3 separate regions of the Capra hircus genome follow, and regions 1 and 2 are each linked to region 3. A link is a contact called in public Hi-C data. All regions are on one chromosome and are shown on one strand. Each heading gives the region's core, a stretch centred on a gene start, on an enhancer-like site or on the middle of the called end of the contact. The rest is flanking DNA. Distances are from core to core; before and after follow the strand shown.

Region 1 (2,720 bases), core at 120-2,619, 85 kb before region 3:
TGATTTATTTCCTAATGGGTAATATATTGTATAGTTAAAAATCAGAGATATTACTTTGCCGACAAAGGCCTGTCTAGTCAAAGCTATAGTTTTTCCAGTAAGTCACATATGGATGGGAGAGAGTTGGGACTATAAAGAAAGCTGAGTGCCAAAGAATTGATGCTTTTGAACTGTGGTGTTGGAGAAGACTCTTGAGAGTCCCTTGGGCTGCAAGGAGATCCAACCAGTCAAGCCTGAAGGAAATCAGTCCTGAATATTCCTTGGGAGGACTGATGCTGAAGCTGAAACTCCAATACTTTGGCTATCTGATGCAAAGAACTGACTCATTGGAAAAGACTGATGCTGGGAAAGAGCAAAGGCAGGAGGAAAAGGGGACGACACAGGATGAGATGGTTGGATGGCATCACCGACTCAATGGACATGAGTTTGAGCAAGTTCCGGGAGTTGGTGATGGACAGGGAAGCCCGGCATGCTGCAGTCGATGGGGTTGCAAAGAGTCGGACACGACTGAGCAACTGAACTGAACCCGTTTATTTGTCTTGTTCATAGCGGCTTGGTGGGGCTAGAGTGTGTTCTGTGCATTTCTGCATCCCCCACACCCTAATAAATATTCCTTGAATGAATTATATTCGTGTATATAGATCACACACCCACACTCTAAAATTCCTCGAACTAATTATATTCATGTATATAGACCACAGACACACACACACGCATGCACGCATACACACATACATTCTCAACAAACGGGGCTTCCCAGGTGGCTCTAGTGGTAAAGAACCTGCCTGCCGGTGCAGAAGACATAAGAGATGAGGGTACAGTCTGTGGATTGAAAAGATCTCCTGGAGGAGGGCATGGCAACCCACTCCAGTATTCTTGCCTATAGAATTCCAAGGACAGAGGAACCTGGCAGGGTATAGTCCGTGGCGGTCACAAAGAGTGGGACACTACTGAAACTACTTAGCACCTGTGCATAAAGACAAAACTCATTTCACCTTCAATACGTTGTTGTACTGGAGGCAGCACTGGGAGAAACGTCGACTCACTAAACACGATCTGAATCGTGTACATCTGGTTCGCTAGATTGTGATCTATACGAGGAGAGGGGCCCAGAACCCAGCGAGCACGGAACAGGTGCCCTAGAAAACCCGGATGTTTTCCCTCCGCAAGTGCGCGCCCTGCTCCAAGTGCTTCCCCACCGCACGTGGGGCGCGGTGGGGCGGGACCTGGACTACGCTTCCCGGCGCTCCTCGCGCGCCCGGGGCGGGGCGGGGCTGAGGCTGGGGGCGGGGCCGGCTTTATAGGGAGGGGCCTGGGCGGGCCGGGGGCGGGGCCGGGGCGGGGCCGACTACAAAGCCCGCGGGGCAGGCGCTGAGGCGCAGGGTGCCCGCAACGCCGGCTGGAGCGCAGCGCAGCGCAGTGAGGCGCGCACGGCGGGAGCGGCCCGCGCGTGGACGGGCCTGGCGGCTAGACCGGCGCCCCTGCTGCCCCGCTCGCCCCCCCACCGCCCTCAATGAGCGCAGCCCCACGCGGCCCGGGTCCGTAGGCGGCGGGGCGCCCCCCATGCTGCTGCAGCCCGCGCCGTGCGCCCCGAGCGCGGGCTTCTCGCGGCCCCCGGCCGCCCACGGCGCCATGCACGGCTCGCAGAAGGACACCACGTTCACCAAGATTTTCGTGGGCGGCCTGCCCTACCATACCACCGACGCCTCGCTCAGGAAGTACTTCGAGGGCTTCGGGGACATCGAGGAGGCCGTGGTCATCACCGACCGCCAGACGGGCAAGTCTCGCGGATACGGCTTCGTAAGTGGCCCCGCGGCCGGACGCTCCCGCCCCGCACTTATCGCGGCCGGGGCGCTGAGTCAAGCGGCGGGCGCACGCCAGCCCCGGGCGCCTCCCGCCGGCTCGGCACCTGCTGACCGTTCTCGGGCTGCAGCCGGTCCTGACCCCGTCTCCCTGCCCCCACGCCACGCCGGCTTTAAAAGGGAGAGCCGCTCTGTTCAATTAGGACTCTTCTAAGTTTGTGGAGAGGTTTTGGGGACGGCCGGCTACTTTTCGGCACTTCCTGGAGCAACAAGCGAGCGAGGAACAGGGCTTCACCCTGGGGCACCTAGGAGCCTTTGAGCAACCCGTGTTTTATTTTCCAGCAACTCCCACAGACACCCCAAACAACCTAAGTCAGAGTCGGCCTGAAGACACTTCTCTTACTCCTTTTCTAACTAGGGTGTCCCCAAACCCCTCCCGTGAGGAAACTGGTGGTCCCCACGGGCCGGGTAGGCCAGGCCAGGACCCCTCCCTCCCTTCGGGTTTCGCTGTCGTCCCAGGGGATTGTTTTTGCCCTTCAAGGCCGCGTTTCTTAGCGCTTGAACTCGGAGGGAGGAGCTGGGGTCCAAGGGCAGCTTTGGGGTGGGGGCCCTAGGCTGGACGGGGGCTGGGCGGATGCCTTGGGTAGCGGGCACCTGGAGTCAGGAGAAGTGAATGCCGGGGTGCCTGGGCTCTAGAGCCCACTCTCTGCTTCCCCCACCTTCTGGGGAAGCCCCTGATGCCTCTGTGCTCCTCCAGGTGACCATGGCCGACCGGGCAGCCGCAGAGAGGGCTTGCAAAGACCCTAACCCCAACATCGATGGTCGCAAGGCGAACGTGAACTTGGCCTATCTGGGTGCCAAGCCGCGCAGCCTCCAGACGGGTGAGAGTCCCTGCTTTCCTGTGCTTCTGGTTGCTAT
Region 2 (2,938 bases), core at 42-2,541, 100 kb before region 3:
TGTGTTTGAGAAATATGTTTCTGGTTCTTTCAAAACCCAAAAATGGAGTAAAAGTCGTTTACGTTATTTATGGGATGTTATGCTTTACATGATGATGATATACTTTTTCTCCCCAACTATAGCATCGATGTGTGGCTATTTTTAAAGACAAACAGAACAAGCCGACAGGTTTTGCCCTGGGAAGCATCGAGGGGAGAGTTGCTATCCACTACATCAACCCCCCAAATCCGTAAGTGAGGCCTGGCCAGCTTGCAGATGTTCGTGTGAGACATTTTGTTTTGAAGGAAAGCTAAGTTGGGCCTTTGTTTTTCAGTGCCAAGGATAACTTCACCTTTAAGTGTCATCGATCTAATGGGACCAACACTTCTGCTCCTCAGGACATCTATGCGGTGCGTTTTTAGAAATGTTAATCCTGAGAATGTGTCTAGAAACTAGAGTTGGCGGTGGATAGCTGAGTCATTATGGGATCAGAAAAGATCACTGTCATTGTGTGTATTCATGTGCAGGGATAAATGGCTTACGTGGGAGGTTTCGGTTTTCTGTTTTTATGAACATGTTGACTCTCTTCATTCTCTGTTTCTGAAATGCAAGCTTAGGAGTTTTAGGGAGCAACTTCCACCTGTGTGAGTGCTGGTAGACAGTTGGTACGCTTAGCTAAAACTGAGAAATTTGCTATTTGCTGAAAAAGAAAAAGGTATTTTCCTGAGGTTTGCTTCTTGGTGCCACTAGCTTACATACTTATTAACTTCTGCTGACTTGTGTTTTTAATGAGAGACAAGATTCAGTCCTGGGCTATCAGTTGGTTCAGGAAGCGGGGCTGGTTTCTGATGTGATCAGCAGGCCATCAGCTCTAATGAAATTATGGTTGTTCATTTTATGTTCTCATTGAACCAAGAAGTCTGCGTTGTCAAAAACCCGGTTTTTCCTCCTTTCTCTGCTCCTCATTGTATGTATCCATCTTTTGTAGGTTAACGGAATTGCGTTCCATCCTGTCCATGGCACCCTTGCCACTGTGGGATCTGATGGTAGATTCAGCTTTTGGGACAAAGATGCCAGAACAAAACTAAAGACTTCAGAACAGTTAGATCAGCCGATATCAGCCTGCTGCTTCAATCACAATGGAAACATATTTGCATATGCTTCCAGCTACGACTGGTCAAAGGTGAGAATCCCCAGGCCTGCACTGGCACCGTCCGGCAGCAGAGCCAAGCTCTGGAGTACGGGAGGCCTGAGCTTAGTCGTGAGGCCTCTCCACACGTGCTGTGTGTCTTGCACGTGGCCTGTCACCATCACCTCACTGCAGCAGGAAGCAGCAGGGCCTCCCTCTCAGCCTTTGCCTGAGAACATGCCCACGTGAGGTGCTTGGTCAGCGTAAACCCAGCAGCCGACACTCTGGGGCATCTGAGTCATTCAGGGATGTCGGGGGTTGTTGGGTGAGAGTGACGAGGGCTCGGCAAGGCACCCAGCCTTCACCAGAGGCATAGGCTTTTTGTTTGTTAGCTGTTTGGGGAGGGAAGTTACAGACTGATGGGGTCCTGGTTGTGTTTGAGTCATCCCAGTGCCGTGGTAAAAGAACTGACCCTCGCACTCAGGTTTCAGCCACAGTCTCACCTCCACACGTGTCTGTCTTCACTCGTCCTGCCCCTCTCCCCTCCCATCCCCAACACACTTAACTCCATTCTTCTCTGCCTCTTGTTATTCCATCTTCTCTTCCTGTCCCCTGTCTCATTCTGCGGTCTGTAAGCACACACTTTAGCTGTTCTGAAACAAGCGTTAAGAATCCCAGTGTCTCCTTCCTGATAAACTCGCCCAGAGAGGTAACCACCTGCCCTCTTGTTTCCCCGCCTCTGTCTCTTCCTGTTTCCTGGAGCTGTAGTTGGGATCTCACTGCCTTTGTCCTCGTCCAGTCCAGAAGCTGCTTCTTGTCTGTGTTGGGCACCGTGGGCCACCCCTTCCTCTTCCATTCACAAAGCCTTCTCCCTGGCCTCTTGACATTTCTGTTGTATTCCTACTCCTGACTGCTCGCCCTCTCTGGTGGCTTCTGCTCATCTTCCCAACTCTTGCACGCAGGCCTTTTTCTAGAGTTCTCCTGCAGGTTCCTCAAGGCGCATCTGCATTCATGAAGCACCTCCAGCATAAGCTAGTGGCTCTTGTGTCCAACCTGCCTCCTGACCTTGTGCCCCAGTTCTCCCTGTGTCCCCATCCCAGTGGGGTGTCTGCACCTGGGTACCCCCTGAGCACCTTAGCTTAGGACATAAAAATCGGGTGGATTTTCCGACCTGTCTCCTTTTATCCTCCAGGCTTGCTGCTTCTCCTATGTTCCTCTTTCCTTAAACACCACCTGGTCAGTGGGGCAGAAGTCTTGGAATCGCCTTTGATTCTGCCTCTTTCTCTCAGAAGAGCTGGGCAGTCACTGAGCTGCATCCACTTCACCTGTGTGGTACATCTTGCCCGCTCGGCACACTGTTGACCTGTTCTGCCTGCTCTGGCCTGTGGGAGGCTCAGCCTCTCTGAGCCTTTGCTTCTGTGAGCTGTGCAGCTGCCCCTCCCCCGCCCCCGCCCCCTTTTAAGCAACTTCGCTGGGTTGTAATGGAAATGCAGTAAATTGCACATAACATATGTAAAAAGTATACTTTGATCAGTTTCAGTATCTTTATATACCCAGGAAACCATCATCACAGTCAAGATTAACAAACAGTTATCTCCCAGAACGTTGTGTATTATTGTAATCCTTTCTTTCACACACACACTGATTTCCTCTCTGTTGTTATGGATGAATTTGTGTTTTCTAGAATTCTATGCAGATGGAGTCATACGTAGGTACGCTTTTTTGCTGTTGAGTATGTCACTAGTTCTTTTTACGACTGAGTAGTATCCCGTGGTCTGGGATCACTGTTTTATCTGTGGAAGCCATACCCTCGGTTTTACAGAGTATGCT
Region 3 (2,938 bases), core at 330-2,829:
TAGTTTTGCTGTGGGCCAGGAGCAGCGTAGCAACAAAGGAGCACTGTGGGGTTTGGGGTGTGTTTACACAACCATTCTCTTGTCAAAACTCAGAATTGTGCACTTAAAAGGGGAACTTTTACTATTTGTAAGTGGTACCTCAAAAACAAAAAAAATATGTAAAAAAATGTAGTGTTGGAAAATAGCACTGAGAATTCTACTATCCATATCATGTAGATAAAAAGTTGTGATTAGTAAACTAATTTCCATTTGGCCAATGTTTGAAGGCTCCATATTTCCATGACTAATTTCTGATTCTTCATGAAATTTTGTTTTTTTTTAAAGATGCGTACTTAAGTTTATTTTTCCTTATTTATTTATTTTTGCTGTACCATGAAGCGTGTGGCATCTTAGATCCCTGACGAGAGATAGAACCCATGTCCCTCCAGTGGAAGTGCAGAGTCTTAACCACTGGACCACCATGGAGGTCCCTTCAAGAAATTGTTTAACATCAAAATTTTAAAAGAATGTGAGCAAGTATCTATCTGTTCCTACCCACCCATCCATCCATCCTGATGTTATACATCCTGTTGCAATACAGGGTAGGGATAATTTTTAAGAAGATCCAGCTCTTCTTATTCTGAAATGGGTCTGTGTTATTATCCCGACACAGGGCAAATGCAGTCGGACCAATGCATTTTCAAATGTCCATTCTCTACATGGCATGTCTACCGTCAGCCTGGTAGAAACTGCTGTGCGGTTGGCAGACCCTGAATCTTATTGCTGTCTCCCTCTTCTTATGCTCTGCCACCACGAAACAGATGTCCCAGGCCACCTGAGTGTGGGACCTCAGTGCCGAACCACGGAGGAGGCCCAGCAGACTCCAGAACCCAGGTCACCTGTTGCTTCCAGAGCTCTGTCTCCTTCCGTTCCCAGGAGGGCAAAAGCCGTTGCCAGGCCACCAGAGGGCTGCCGAGGTGCCCTTTGTGGGGTAGAACCATACAGAGCAAATCCCTCAGATCCTGGTACTGAAAGCATCTTCAGTTTTTCCAACATCGGTGAAAGCACGGAAGCAGCGCAGCCTGGAGGGCAGATGATGCCGAGCTGGCTCAGCCACAGCACTGCCAGTGGAAAATGCCAGTTCTCGGGTGTCACTCAGAGCCGTTCACTTCGTGTGCTGGGGTGTCCCGTCCGGGAGTCTGTGATTTTCGCAAGCCCCTGGACAGTCCCAGTGCCCAGAGAGATTTCTGAACTCTGTGGCTGAGGGCCTTGAAGGAGCAGGGACTCCACCCCCGCCCCCAGGACAGGATCAAGTGACAAGTGTGTTGTGCGGTGGCACTCGAGGAGGGGACCCATGCTGGCCAGTGGGGGACCAGGTGACCAGAGCAGCGAGAAGCACACCCCCCCAAGTGACAGGTGACGCTGTTCCGAGCGGGACCCAGGCCCTCTGCACAGACAGGCTGCCCGCTGAGCAGAAGCACCTCCAGAGAACTGGGGTGTCGCCTGCAGACACAGGCTCCGGTCCAGGCGGGACCGTCCAGCCGTCCTCACTGCGTGCCTGCAGCTCTGGCCACTCCGCCTGTTCCCGAGAACACCCCCCTCTCCACCCCTCGGCTCTTCCAGCAGAAGCGCCGGGCTCCCCCTGCTGCTCGTGACCGCGTCTGCTCTTCCCAAGCCCTGAAAACAGGACTTTCATTTTGTGCTGGGGCTTCCGAGGGAATTCAATTGGGTTCACGATATTATGAACAGCTTCTGGATTACATCCTAAAATCCAGGCACACAAAGTTGAAAAAAGAGTGCCAGCAACTGTGGCCACTTCTAGGGAGACCATCACACCAGGTGACATTTTGGCCTCCAGGGCTCTTCCCGGTTAAAATCATTCCAGAGATTTCACTGCTAAGTTGGGCATGTCTGCTAATAAAACTCAACTTCCGCTTCTCCGAAAGACTCCTACTTTCAAATATTAGCTTCTTTATTTAGGGAGTTGGCAACAGGCTTGATAACAGCACTCCGCGGCCAGGATGGAAAAAGCCTAACTGTTCCTGTATTCCATTTAAAATTGATTTTTGATGCCTGGGGCAGCTGTATTTAAATCTTGCTACAACCAGCAGCAAACTCAGGCATGCTTGTGTCATGAAAGGTTTTTATTTTTTTCCGCTTAAGGCAAATTCTTTAACTGACAAAATACTCTTATGTCGTAGAAAAATCCTAGAATCCCATTTAGAATTGTTTTGTCAGCGTTCACCGATGATTCCAATGCCATCAACCGGCTACTCTCATTTTTAGGGTGAAGCGGTTCTCATGCTTTGAAATACTAGACGGGCTTCTCGCTACAAACAGATTCAAGTTTAGATTTCAGATGGTCATTAAGTGAAAGGACTACCCTCAGAAAAGGTTAAACACAGCTTTTCCCATCGAATTAGTGATCGAAGCTGATGGACTTAGAGCAATTCATTGTCTAATGCCCTGTTTTCTGTTATTACCTTTCTGATGTTGGTAGTTCAGGCACTGGGATGTAATTATAATAATTATGAGGATGAGTCTTTTAATCAGTGACCTCTGGACTCGTCTACAAACTGTCACCCTTCATTAACAGGAAATGACATCACGTTGCAGCTCAACCATTTGGCTGCTACGCAGGGCAGTATTCTACCATGACAGCTATTTGCAGCCACCCTATCTCGTCTCCTGTGACTGGCTCCTAGCCACTGGGGCTCAATAAAGAGTTTTTTTTTTCCTTTACTGGATTTTTTGTCTCAGCAAGCACGGTGAGCATCCCGCACAGCACTTAATCTGCAACTGCTCAGAAAAACAAGCACATGTGTCTTTTGACATCCTGAATTGCGCTTACTATAAAAGACAATGATTTATGGAAACAAGGCTTATAATCATAGCCATGCCTTGGAAATGATAGAAAAGCTACCTAAGTCACACCCGGAACGAGGCTGCCTCTTAAGAT

The links. A called contact is a pair of places that touch in the nucleus more often than the background predicts.
Region 1: a Hi-C map of blood shows a contact between it and region 3, with 3 times the contacts expected there. The contact joins the promoter of RBM38 here to the enhancer-like site in region 3. A contact is called at or near these places in 3 of 5 Hi-C or Micro-C datasets (all in blood).
Region 2: a contact with region 3 is called in a Hi-C map of liver, with 4 times the contacts expected there. The contact joins two enhancer-like sites. A contact is called at or near these places in 2 of 5 Hi-C or Micro-C datasets (blood and liver).

What each region holds. Positions count from the first base shown.
Region 1 is chr13:58,064,523-58,067,242 of ARS1.2, reverse strand. It overlaps RBM38 (RNA-binding protein 38), which reads left to right and starts at 1,369. Exons shown (of 4, transcript XM_018057629.1): 1 at 1,369-1,800; 2 at 2,560-2,683. The coding sequence starts at 1,564.
Region 2 is chr13:58,081,459-58,084,396 of ARS1.2, reverse strand. It overlaps RAE1 (mRNA export factor), which reads left to right. Exons shown (of 12, transcript XM_005688315.3): 9 at 123-229; 10 at 314-389; 11 at 968-1,162. Among named protein-coding and RNA genes, the nearest start is that of RAE1, 14 kb to the left of the region's middle. Within about 2 kb of position 1,291, at least 1 of the 5 cell types and tissues checked has an H3K27ac peak or open chromatin away from gene starts, as enhancers often do.
Region 3 is chr13:57,979,237-57,982,174 of ARS1.2, reverse strand. No RefSeq gene overlaps it. Among named protein-coding and RNA genes, the nearest start is that of CTCFL, 30 kb to the right of the region's middle. Within about 2 kb of position 1,579, at least 3 of the 5 cell types and tissues checked have an H3K27ac peak or open chromatin away from gene starts, as enhancers often do.